4 separate regions of the Mus musculus genome follow, and regions 1, 3 and 4 are each linked to region 2. A link is a contact called in public HiChIP or PLAC-seq data. All regions are on one chromosome and are shown on one strand. The core of a region is the stretch at or near the end of the contact, and the rest is flanking DNA. Distances in the headings are between cores, read along the strand shown. Region 1 holds the start of Sfn (stratifin). Region 2 has its middle 25 kb from the start of Gm12974. Region 3 holds the start of Pigv (phosphatidylinositol glycan anchor biosynthesis, class V). Region 4 holds the start of Dhdds (dehydrodolichyl diphosphate synthase).

Evidence for each region. HiChIP or PLAC-seq counts read pairs in DNA pulled down with a chosen protein or histone mark.
Region 1: an H3K27ac HiChIP or PLAC-seq map of embryonic stem cells shows a contact between it and region 2, with 33 read pairs. The contact joins the promoter of Sfn here to the enhancer-like site in region 2. A contact is called at or near these places in 7 of 39 promoter capture datasets (the 3T3-L1 cell line, the C10 cell line, embryonic stem cells and 3 more), 9 of 15 datasets of contacts at CTCF or cohesin (the NIH/3T3 cell line, embryonic stem cells, large pre-B cells and 3 more), 155 of 484 Hi-C or Micro-C datasets (the 63-12 cell line, the AML12 cell line, B cells and 90 more), 38 of 115 datasets of contacts at active chromatin or transcription factors (the 230-238 cell line, CD8 T cells, the HPC-7 cell line and 24 more) and 5 of 9 other capture datasets (adipose tissue, embryonic stem cells, liver and 2 more).
Region 3: an H3K27ac HiChIP or PLAC-seq map of embryonic stem cells shows a contact between it and region 2, with 18 read pairs. The contact joins the promoter of Pigv here to the enhancer-like site in region 2. A contact is called at or near these places in 22 of 39 promoter capture datasets (the 3T3-L1 cell line, 3T3-L1-derived adipocytes, the C10 cell line and 15 more), 7 of 15 datasets of contacts at CTCF or cohesin (CD8 T cells, the NIH/3T3 cell line, embryonic stem cells and 2 more), 122 of 484 Hi-C or Micro-C datasets (the AML12 cell line, the AtT-20 cell line, B cells and 73 more), 48 of 115 datasets of contacts at active chromatin or transcription factors (the 230-238 cell line, CD8 T cells, the HPC-7 cell line and 30 more) and 3 of 9 other capture datasets (adipose tissue, liver and pancreatic islet).
Region 4: a contact with region 2 is called in an HNF4G HiChIP or PLAC-seq map of pancreatic cancer cells. The contact joins the promoter of Dhdds here to the enhancer-like site in region 2. A contact is called at or near these places in 3 of 115 datasets of contacts at active chromatin or transcription factors (bone marrow-derived macrophages, embryonic stem cells and pancreatic cancer cells) and 3 of 9 other capture datasets (adipose tissue, liver and pancreatic islet).

The regions. Positions count from the first base shown.
Region 1 is chr4:133,600,889-133,603,588 of GRCm38.p6, forward strand. Sfn (stratifin) reads right to left here and starts at 1,280. Exons shown (of 1, transcript NM_018754.2): 1 at 1-1,280. The coding sequence starts at 881. The coding sequence ends at 135.
Region 2 is chr4:133,839,983-133,842,682 of GRCm38.p6, forward strand. No RefSeq gene overlaps it. Among named protein-coding and RNA genes, the nearest start is that of Gm12974, 25 kb to the left of the region's middle. Within about 2 kb of position 1,304, at least 180 of the 459 cell types and tissues checked have an H3K27ac peak or open chromatin away from gene starts, as enhancers often do. A contact at or near this core is called in the 230-238 cell line, the 63-12 cell line, the AtT-20 cell line and 47 more, where this site is marked.
Region 3 is chr4:133,671,223-133,673,922 of GRCm38.p6, forward strand. It overlaps Pigv (phosphatidylinositol glycan anchor biosynthesis, class V), which reads right to left and starts at 1,425. Exons shown (of 4, transcript NM_178698.5): 1 at 1,097-1,425.
Region 4 is chr4:133,999,610-134,002,309 of GRCm38.p6, forward strand. Dhdds (dehydrodolichyl diphosphate synthase) reads right to left here and starts at 1,273. Exons shown (of 9, transcript NM_001362959.1): 1 at 1,116-1,273; 2 at 660-784. The coding sequence starts at 722.

The sequences.
Region 1 (2,700 bases), core at 30-2,529, 240 kb before region 2:
CCCCCTTCAAAGGAGCCTTCCAAGGTGTGGCTGAACATTCAGGGTTTGGGAAGGGCAGAGTCCCACTCCGTTTTAGTCCTCTCTGCAGGCTGGGGACTGGAGGGCAAGGCGAGCCGGGGTGGTTGTCGGCTGCTTCAGCTCTGGGGCTCCTCCGGAGCCTCACCACCCTCTTCCCCAGCACTGTCGGCTGTCCACAGCGTCAGGTTGTCTCTCAGGAGCTGCATGATGAGGGTGCTGTCCTTGTAGGAGTCCTCACTGAGGGTGTGCAGGTCGGCCATGGCCTCGTCGAAGGTGGTCTTGGCCAGCGAGATGGCCTCCTCGGGGCTGTTGGCTATCTCGTAGTGGAAGACTGAAAAGTTCAGGGCCAGGCCCAGGCGGATGGGGTTGGTAGGCGGCATCTCCTTCTTGCTGATGTCCATGGCCTCCTGGTAGGCTGACCGGGCAGAATCGATGATGCGCTTCTTGTCATCGCCAGTGGCCACCTCGGCTAGGTAGCGGTAGTAGTCACCCTTCATCTTCAGGTAGAAGACGCGGCTCTCTGCATCTCCAGCCCCTTTGATGAGGTGCGAGTCCAGCAGGCCGAGTACGGTGTCGCACACACCTCTGAGCTCGGTCTCTACCTTCTCCCGGTACTCTTTCACCTCGGGGCCCTTCTCTTCTGACCCCTCCTCGTTGCTCTTCTGCTCGATGCTGGACAGGACCCTCCAGGCCGCTCTCTGGCCGCCCACCACGTTCTTGTAAGCTACGGAAAGCAGGTTTCGCTCCTCGCAGGAGAGCTCCTCGCCCTTTTCCACGGCGCTCTTCATGAAAGCTGCCATGTCTTCATACCGTTCGGCCTGTTCAGCCAACTTGGCCTTCTGGATCAGACTGGCTCTCTCCATGACTGCGAGGATGGACAGACAGACGGGCGAACTGGCTGTCTCGAGAGTAACGCTGGGTTCTGCGGCTCCCTTGCTCTGGCTCTGCCTTTTGGCTGGGGTGGCATGGCCCTGAGAAGAGTTGGGCGTGGTCTGAGCGGGCCTGGGCCCTGCCTCCTCCTAGTCTTCGCCACACCCTTTCCGGCTCTACCTTTAAGGTAAAAGGGCTGGGACGGGAGGGGGCTGTGAGTCACCAGGACAGTCAGCAGGAGAAACCTGGCCGCAGGTCCCACCTGCAAAGGCACCTTTCGGCTCCAGACTGCCCCCTGCAGTTCAGGGCTGGCTGCATTGCAGGAGCGTCTTGGATTACCAAATCAGATTGTCTTTCAGGGTGATCTTCCAGGCTTCAGCCACCGAGCTGCTTTAGCCCAGGCAGAGCCCAGGGAGCTGGGACAGTTCAGGTGAGAACTCATGTATAGGTAGGGCTGTACAGTTTCCCCCAAACTTGCGCATCCATGATCTGATGCAACTACCCCCAACCCCCGAATTGGCTCTGTAGGACTGTAGAGGTAGAACTATCAAGTCTCAGGGGTGAACCAAACCAGTTTGAGGTCACAAGCTGCCAGCTCCCTTAAACCCCTCCCCCTCCGTGTCCCCTCTTCCTCTTGGCTCTCTTTGGGGGCCATTAGCTGAGCCGGCCTGAAGATAGCTCCATCCCTTGGTCCTTGTTCTCCCTCAAGATGCCCTATGAACACCCCAGATGCGCAGGTGGCATCTCAGGGTGCCACTTAATGAAGTGTTTAACGAGCGGCCTCTGACGCTCCAGCCCAGCCTTTGTAATTAGTCACCCAATATGTTTGTTGGACACCTTCCCCCTTACAGCACAATTTTCCCTTTCAAGTTGGTGGCCTGTTGACACTTGTCTGAGACTTTACTCTCTGGTTCTCCACATCGGGTCACCCGTCCCTTCCAAGCTGCCTGTCGTCATGTATCGGCAGGGTTCCCAGAGGGTGGGGGCCTAACTCTTTGACTGTCCCACTCCCCTGCCTGACTCAGATTACCTCTGTCAGAGGCTGGGAAGCAGGCCACCTGGGTGCTCAGTCCAGTTTGGTCCCCCAGGGGGGACGCTATCAACCTGGGGAGGAAGACAGGGCTGAGGGAAAGGAGCTGGGAATGGCACATTCCATTTTGTTTTATGGCGCAGTGTGTGATTCCAGCCCAGTATGATCCCTCACTTGGCTCCCAGAGGTTCTCAAGTCCCTTCAAGACTCTGCCTCTGACCCCTGAGAGAAGTCTCCTTGGAGATGGAGATCACTTTGTTCCCAATCTTCCATCCCTGATTGGTTGGGCCCTATTTTCAAGGCCCATGATAAGAATGGGCACTGAGGGTGTGTTCCTGCTTATGTGCCCCACCACATTCTTCAAGTTTAGATGGGACTCCGTGGTTCCTTCTAAAGAAGTTTCTTCCTAGGACCCAGCCAGTCTAACCCTTGAAGCAGGACTATTGCACAACCTTGCCTGTCTCCTCACAGTGTCTGAGCACTCGCCTTGCCTCCGGGAGAGGTGTTGTAGGCCAGAACCCTGAACAGGCTGGAATGTGCTTGGGCCACGGAGTAGGGGCTCTTGAGAGACTTCAGGGTCCTGGCTAATTTTACAGGTTCTCCCAGGAAGCAGATGGGATTTCTGTCCTGAGATCTTGCGTGCTTTGCCTAACTCATGGCACAGGCACAGAACTACAGTAAAACATCAAGTTAGGGAAGACCACGGTAGTGTACGGCTAGAGTCTGAGCATTTAAACTCACACAGGGGACATGCCAGTTGGTGACTGGCTTTGCCACAAGGG
Region 2 (2,700 bases), core at 54-2,553:
GGCACGATGACACATGCCTGTGATTCCAGTACTCAGGAGAAGGAGGCAAGAGAATTGTGAGTTCGAGGCCAGGCTGACCTACATAACAGATCCAAGGTCAGCATGGGCTATGGTAGTATATTTCAGACCTGAAAATGGAAGAAAACTCATCAGGCATAGATGTCCTGTGATGTGATGACCTTGCAGAGGTAGGTGGATCTCTGTGAGTTCAAGGCAAGCCTGATCTACAAGGAAATTATAATCTGGCTGGCCTCAAAGTCATGGAGATCCCCCTGCCTCTGTCTCCTGGGTGCTGGGATTCAAGTTGTATGCCATGGCTCCTGGCAGACATTCTTCTTTGTTTGGTAATTTGTTTGTGTTGTTTAGAAACAGGATCTCAAATTACCTAGCCAAGGACAGCCTGGAACTCCTGACCCTCCTGCCTCTACCTCCCAAATTAGGATGATAACCCATAGCCTGGGTTAGGAAGTCTCTGTGCTGTGTTCCCGTTTCTTCTGCTCATGGTCACTACCAGAGCCTTGACCCAACTCTCATTCAACTATTTCCCCAGTGGGGATTGAACCTAGGTCCTTACCTATGCTAAGCAAGTACCATACCCCTAAGCTATGTCCTCAGGCCTATCTTTGCTTTTTAGTTTAAGATAGTCACAGTAAATTGCTCTAGATAACATTGAATTTGGATCCTCCTGTCTCAGCCTCCCAGGAAGCTGGAATTCCAGTCCTGACCCACAGAGGACGCTCTGCAGCTACCTGTAAGATCTGAGGTTTAGAGGCCAGAAGACTGCGTAAGAACCCCAACTCTCCGGGCGTGGTGGCGGATGCCTTTAATCCCAGCACTCGGGAGGCAGAGGCAGGTGGATTTCTGACTTCGAGGCCAACCTGGTCTACAAAGTGAGTTCCAGGGCAGCCAGGGCTATACAGAGAAACCCTGTCTCAAAAAAACAAACAAAAACAAAACAAAACAAAACAAAACAAAACAAAACACAACCCCCACTCAAGTTTTACAGTTAGTCTCTACTTGAATGCCCCTCCCTCAGAAGCCCCTGCAGAGGCCCTGTAGTTAATGCTCCATAGCAACAGTCAGAGTGACTGGACCCAGCTAAATCCAGCCCCAGGGAGCGTTTCCTGCCAGGGGAGAGTGGCCACAGGCCCTTCCCAGATACAAGTTTCAGGCTCAGGTCAGACCCGTGTGTAATCTGCCTCTTGATTTCTCAACTCCGCCCACAGCCTCGGGGGCAGGTGTGGAGCCACAGCAGAGAAGCGGCAGAGGAAGTGACTTATAAAAAGCAGTCTCAGGTTGAGTCACACAGAGGAGCTAGAGCTCGGAGAGCGGTTTGGGGGCAGGAAGGGGGGAGCGAAGGCCTTGTGAAAGACTTTACCGAGGCCCCCTCCTCTCCAGGTTTTACAAATGGCTTTAGTTTTGTTTCCCCAAAAAGAGAATGAGGAGAGGTCCTGACCTAGGAGGCTGGAGCCTGTGATCTGGGAGGGAGGGAGGGGCCCGTGGCTATGTGTTAGCCTGAGCTACTTCTCTGCCATCTTTGTGTCACCTGTATAAAACTCAAACCAAACCCCCAAAACAACAACAGCACCACAAACCAAGGGCCACTCTGAATTCATGTTTAAAGATACGAACTCTCAGAGAGTTGGTGGCTTTTCAAGACAGGGTTTCTTTGTGTAACACAACACTGGCTGTCCTGGATTAGCTTTTTAGACCCTGTGGCCTGGAACTCACAGAGATCTGCTTGCCTCTGCCTCCCCAGCACGCCTGCTCCTCCCACCCCACACCCTCCCACCCCCACATTTCCTACTCCTTTCACCCCACCCCACCCCCACCCCACCATTGCCCACCCCCGGCAGTGGCATACACCCTTAATCTCAGTACTTGGAAGTTACAGGCAGATGGATCTCAGAGTTCAAGGCCAGAGAGAGTTCCAGGATAGTCAGAACTCAGAACTATATAGTGAAACCCTGTCTGGAAAAACAAAACAAAACAAACAAGAAAAGTGTCGGTAGACGGCAAGGCAAAGAGGTTGAGTATTTACCAAGGTCTGCTGACCGGTACCCGGAGCTGAACATTAAACCACGACTGCCCATCTTTCTTTCTTTCTTCTTCTTTTTTTTTTTTTTTTAGATTTATTTATTATTATACATAAGTACACTGTAGCTGTCTTCAGACACACCAGAAGAGGGCATCAGATCTCATTACAGGTGGTTGTGAGCCACCATTTGGTTGCTGGGATTTGAACTCAGGAGCAGTCAGTGCTCTTATCTGCTGAGCCATTTCACCATCCCCTGCCCATATTTCTTTCTTTCTTTTGTTTTTCTTTTTTTGTGTGTGTGTGTGTGTGTGTGTGTGTGTGTGTGTGCTCTTAACCGCTGAGCCATCTCACCAGCCCCACTTTTTTTTTTTTTTTTTTTTTTTTTTTTGAGACAGGGTTTCTCTGTATAGCTCTGGCTGTCCTGGAACTCACTTTGTAGACCAGGCTGTCCTGGAACTCAGAAATCTGCCTGCCTCTGCCTCCCGAGTGCTGGGATTAAAGGTGTGCGCCACCACGCCCTGCCTCTTTTGGGTTTTTTTTTTTTTCTTTCTTTGTTTGCTTGTTTGTTTTTCGAGACAGGGTTTCTCTGTGTAGCCCTGGCTGTCCTGGAACTCACTCTGTAGACCAGGCTGGCCTCAAACTCAGAAATCCGTCTGTGTCTG
Region 3 (2,700 bases), core at 175-2,674, 170 kb before region 2:
CAAATGACAAAGTCACAGAAAGCATGGGAGAAAAGAAAAAATTCTCCGCCAAGGGAACAAGACTGGTTAATAGCGGTAGTACCCCATCCTCGGCACGAGGGGGCGCCTGCTGCTTACTTCATCACCAGGAGACCGGGAGAAAAGGAGGCCCCCTCACCTCCCAACTCCATGTCGGTTTATTTAGGACAATTCAGTTTAAAGTTAAGCCGCAGGAAACAGCATTTTCTGACTACCCACGATATCTCCAACACTGGATTCACTAAACCCAAATAAATGACAGAAACATGGACACCCAACTCAAACTCAATCAATCTCTCCCTCCCTCCCTCTCTTTTCCCTGGCCTCCAATCCGCACGCACAAAGGAGGCAGAGAGAGGAAAAGTACTGAATCCACCTCTGCATCTTGATTCTCAGTCCTTCCCTCTTTCAAACTCTGGCATCAGTGGCCACAGGAGATGCAACCCACACTCAAGTTAAACAAAGTAAAATCAAGACAGTCAATTATCTCTCTAGCTATTTTGCCAACACCCCTTTGAAAGAAGCCCCTTGCCAAATCAGACTCTTAACTGGCCGGATGCTTAGAACCAACCAGTTTCATTTTTCTTTAATTTACCCGTGAAATAGGCTCCAGAGATCTCATTAGACACCAGTAAGACTGTGTAATTACCATCGCCATTTTATGGATGTGAAAACTGAGGCTCACTGGAGCCAAGTGACACGCCCACCACTTAAAGCTCCTCACGCACTGCTTTCTAAAACCTATGTCCACAGTCAGGAGAGCTTTTTGCCATAAACAAAGGGTATGCATTCCTTGTCCAGCCAGGACATCCAAGGCTTAGCCCAGAACTTTCTCCAACTGTAGCACATGTTGTTGCTGGAAGCTTATGGTGATGGGCCCTAACTGGGAAAGATCTGTTGAACTGGAGTCCTGGATTTTCTGCGGAAGGCTAATACTCTCAAATGGGTGCTGCGTTATGACCCAGAGGCAACGTGGAGCGAGCCGCCTCCTTCTGCTAAGCCCTGCCATACTGGGAGCCCGTTCCAGCCTGCTCTTTTCGGACACAGTTCCTACCCAGGACGGGACAGTGACCCTCACCCCAAGGGAGCCACGGCCCAGGGCTTCGTCCCGGGGGAATCGCGGGGCCGGGCCAGGCAACGGGGCCGGAAGCAGACGAGGGCCGGAGGCTGCAAAGGAAGAGGCGGCGCCGGAGGCTGCTATGGCGGAGGGGCGGGGCTCCTCGCTTCTCTACAGCCTCCGCCTAATTTCTCTCGGCCTGCGTTTGACAGCTTCCCTCCCCGGAGGACTCCAGAGTTGCAGAGCTGGCGCCGGATCCTCCGCGCCCGCGCGTCCAGACCACCCCCGCGGAGCTCCAACTTCAGCGCCTCCATCCGGGTCCCGTCCGTGCCGCGCCTGCGCGCCGGCTCGGCCGACGGCGGCCCCGCCCCGCTCCTGCCCGGACTCGGAGCGCCCCGCCCCCCTCCTCGGCGGCCATGTTGACCCCAGCTAGGGCGGGGGCCGAGGCGGCGGCGGTGAGTCGCACCTTCCCGGCGTGGTGACACCTGAGGAGTAGGCCTCTTGACTCGCCAGCAGTTTGTGCGCGGGCGCTGCGCTCCCGGGTCGGGGCTCTCACCCCAGTCCCCTGCCGTGAGCAGCCTCTGACTTCCCGGTGTGAGCCGAGGCTGGACCCGGGCGCTGCCCCAGAGCCACGCGTTCTCTCGGTGTTCCGCCACCCCAGCTCAGCACAGGACCTGGCACACGATAGACAATATGAATAGGCAAAAGAAAGCCTTCTTGGGGTTTTTGTGGCAAGCAGCGGTACCCTGCAACTGGATGAGAAGAAAGTAGGGGAATTCCCCCTGCCTTTCCCCTCCTGGCAATGAAGGACCTCTGCCCTGCGACAGTCCTCTGTCCCACCTCAGATGACTGTATGGGACGAGGAAGGAAACCTCAGAGAACACCCCCGAGGATTCTCCCTCAAGCAGTTTCTGTCGCAGGAACTGGCGCCAAAAAAAAGAAAAAGAAAAAAAAAAAAAAAAAAAAAAAGGAAGCTAATTGAACAAAACCGCCTGTTGGGGAGGAGCGGCCAGTTGGTACCCCTGTAACTAACGGAAACTGTTAGAACAACTTTGCACCCGCCTTAGAGGAAACAGATAGTAAATCCTTCTCCGTTGGTAGATTTCTCGTTTCTCAGGATTCCAAAGCCTTGTGTGGTTTCAGTTATCTGTCCTCTCAAACGTAGCTTGGGTCTAGGTTAACCTCTGGCCACAGCCCTGGCTGAGGGAGGGGTTTATCTTCTGCAACAGCCACAAATGTGGGTGGGAACAAAGAGATGGGTCTCTATCTCTCCAAGCAAAAAAAAAAAACAAAAAAAACAAAAAAAACTAGCCTTCATCAGTTCGGTGGGGGCCAGAAGCTGTGTCTGTCTATCATCTCAGGCCCTGGGATGTCAACTGCCCCTTGGATGTTTGCGTGTAAGGTGGATAATGTATAATTTAATGACTGGTAAAGAGAAAACAGGAGTTTCCAAAGTCATTTTTCCTCCCCCCCCCGCCCCCCGAAAGCATTTGTTGCCAGTCCTGTGAGTGAAATGTCAGTGCCTCTCTAGGCACACTTGTGACTAGGGCCCGAGGTTGTGACTTGACTTTCTTACAGTCTTCGCAGCACCCTGACCTTAAAGAAACCATCCTTGCTTCGTGAAT
Region 4 (2,700 bases), core at 23-2,522, 160 kb after region 2:
GATGGTTAAAGTTTTAACCATCAAAGAACCATTAACTCAGAAGACACTGCAAGGAGAAACCGATGGAAACGCTGGGGCAGTGGTTCTCAGCTGTCCTTATGCTGTGAGCCTGGGATATAGCGCCTCAGGTGCTGACTTCAACCATGAGAGTATTTGCACTGCTACTTTATAACTGCCATTCTGGTACTATCGGAAATCGTAATGTCAGATACCTGATATCCGACCCTGTGAAAGGGTTGTTCAACCTCTGAAGGGGTTGGGACCCACAGGTTGAGAACTACAACTCTAGTGAGACAAATTTCTGTTCCCTCCCATTCAGAGTCACAGTCTCTCTTCCTTTTTCAAACTCAGAGTCTTGTGAATACCAAGAAAGCACCTGACCAGTGAGCTCTTTTGACACTCTCAACGGCACAATTCAGTTTTCCAGAAGGAAAATCTAACAGTCTATGTGATCTAATGATATTAAGAGACCCTGATTGGCCTTAAAAAAAAAAAAAAGTCACACAGTACAATAAATACTAGAAATGCAGCCCTTCAAACTACATTATAATTTCAAGATTCTCTCTTTACTAAATTCTACTTCATTGGGATTGCTACAATTTAATAATGAACTACTCAACTATCCAAAAGGTCAACTTTTCCCCCGGGGTACTGCTCACCTTTATGATGTTAGCACAGAACCGTTCCCACAGTGACAGCTCTCCTTCTTTGATCCATGACATAGTTCTTGCTATGTCAGAAATCACACAAGAACAACAACAACAACAAAAAACAGCCAGATAACCTTGAATAAATGAAAAGAGAGAGAAGTCATCCTTGCTTGCAATAAAACTGACTAAAGAGACTCTGCTGGACTGTGGCAGGCAACACGCGTCTGAATCCAGAGACTGTTCTAATCCGCTCAGGCCTCTACAAGCCAACGGGAGACCTTTGGAGCAAGGTAGTTCCCACTTTCTTATCCTTACGTGCACTGATTTCTTCCAAATATCCTGCCACATCATGGTACCTACATCTTGCTTGGTCAATCCCCACAACTTCCTTCTCTATTGCCCCGCAAACCATTGCTCACTCTAAGCTAACCAATCACTACCCTCCTTGGATGCCGCATCTGTTACCTCAATGGTCACTCTCCCGGCTGGACTTTAGTGTTTCCCGCAGCTAACTCCACATCCAGCTTCCCCTCCTCTGGGTCTCTGTGTTTACTCCCCACCTAGGACGCAGGAGAAGGCGCTTTTCCACCACTCCCGGGCGACTTACGACTTGGCGCTGAAAGAACACGTCACCTCTACGTGATTGGCTCCGCCTCCTCCGTCCGTGGTGGGCGGGGCCGCCCCTGCGTACTCGGGGGCGGAGCGGTGCGAGTTCTTGCGAGTTGGCTATTGGTGGCCGCTCTCGCGGGGCGTGGAAACAGCGCCTGGGAGGCCGAGGTCACGTGAGCCGATACTCCTACCTCTTGGGTCTCCTATTGCAAGCCCTGCACGTTAGGCGAGTTGAGCCTGAGGGATCGAGATGTGTTCGGCCCACGCATTTGCGTGGTCTCAGGTGTTGTGGCAGTTTGTTAGGGAGAGAGGATGCGGTTGCTCCACCTCAAAATTGAGTTTCTCTATGGATGATCGCAGTGCTTATATTATGGGAGACACGGTAATGTCGTATTTTGACAGTCCTCCTACCTCAGTCTCCCCAACTGCTGGGGATATGGACGTAAACCATGGAAGTGAACTGCGTTTATTTAAAAATTTGTCTTGGGCTGGAGAGGTGGCTCAGAGTTTAAGAGTACCGACTGCTCTTCCAGAGGTCCTGAGTTCAATTCCCAGCAACTACATGGTGGCTCACAACCATCTGTAATGGGATCTGATGCCCTCTTCCGATGTGTCTTAAGACAGCGACAGTGTACTCACATACATAAAATTAATCTTTAAAAAAACAAAATTGTCTTAAAAGTGTTCTTTTAGCCGAAACTGATGGCACGTCGTCACTGAACTCAGCACTCAAGGCTGAGGCCATTTGAATTAGTTAATGTCTTTTCTGCTACGTAGTAAATTTAGTCACCCTGATCTAGGGGATACTGTCTCCTCAAAAAATTCTGACGTGTTTTTTTACTTGTCGCCTTTTAATGCTGCTAACGCATCAGAAGGGTTTCTTGCGCTGGTCACTTTTGGGGAGCGATGCAAAGCAACTTTATAATTTGCAGATTCCGAAGACCCACGTTAATGAACTTAGGAGGACAAGTCAGAAAGAGCTTTACTCTTAGGACTTCCAAAACCACAATCCGTAGCATTTGGGAATAGAGCCCTAGTGGTAGAGTTCTTGCCTAGCAGGCTAGAAGCCCTGGGTTCAGTTTCCAGCCCAGTATAAAAAAGCATGGTGGCAGCGAATGCAGGGCAATCAGCAGTTTAGGTCACCTAGGGCGTTTGAGGCTAGCGTGGCCTACACAGGAAAACTCAACCTCAAAACTAAACAAAAATAGAAACAATCTTAAACATACAACAAAACACCATAAGCCACTTGTGGAGAGCTTTGGGGGTCAAGCAAGAACTCAAAAGCATTAGCTGTATAGCTAGTCTGAAGGACTTTTAGATACCTAACAGAACAAACTTGGGCCTGGACTGGGCTTCGGGAAACTTGCCTCCTCAAAAGTATTATCATCATCATCCATTGTCTTGCCTCTTGATGTATTTAATGATACAGGGAAGAAGTTGT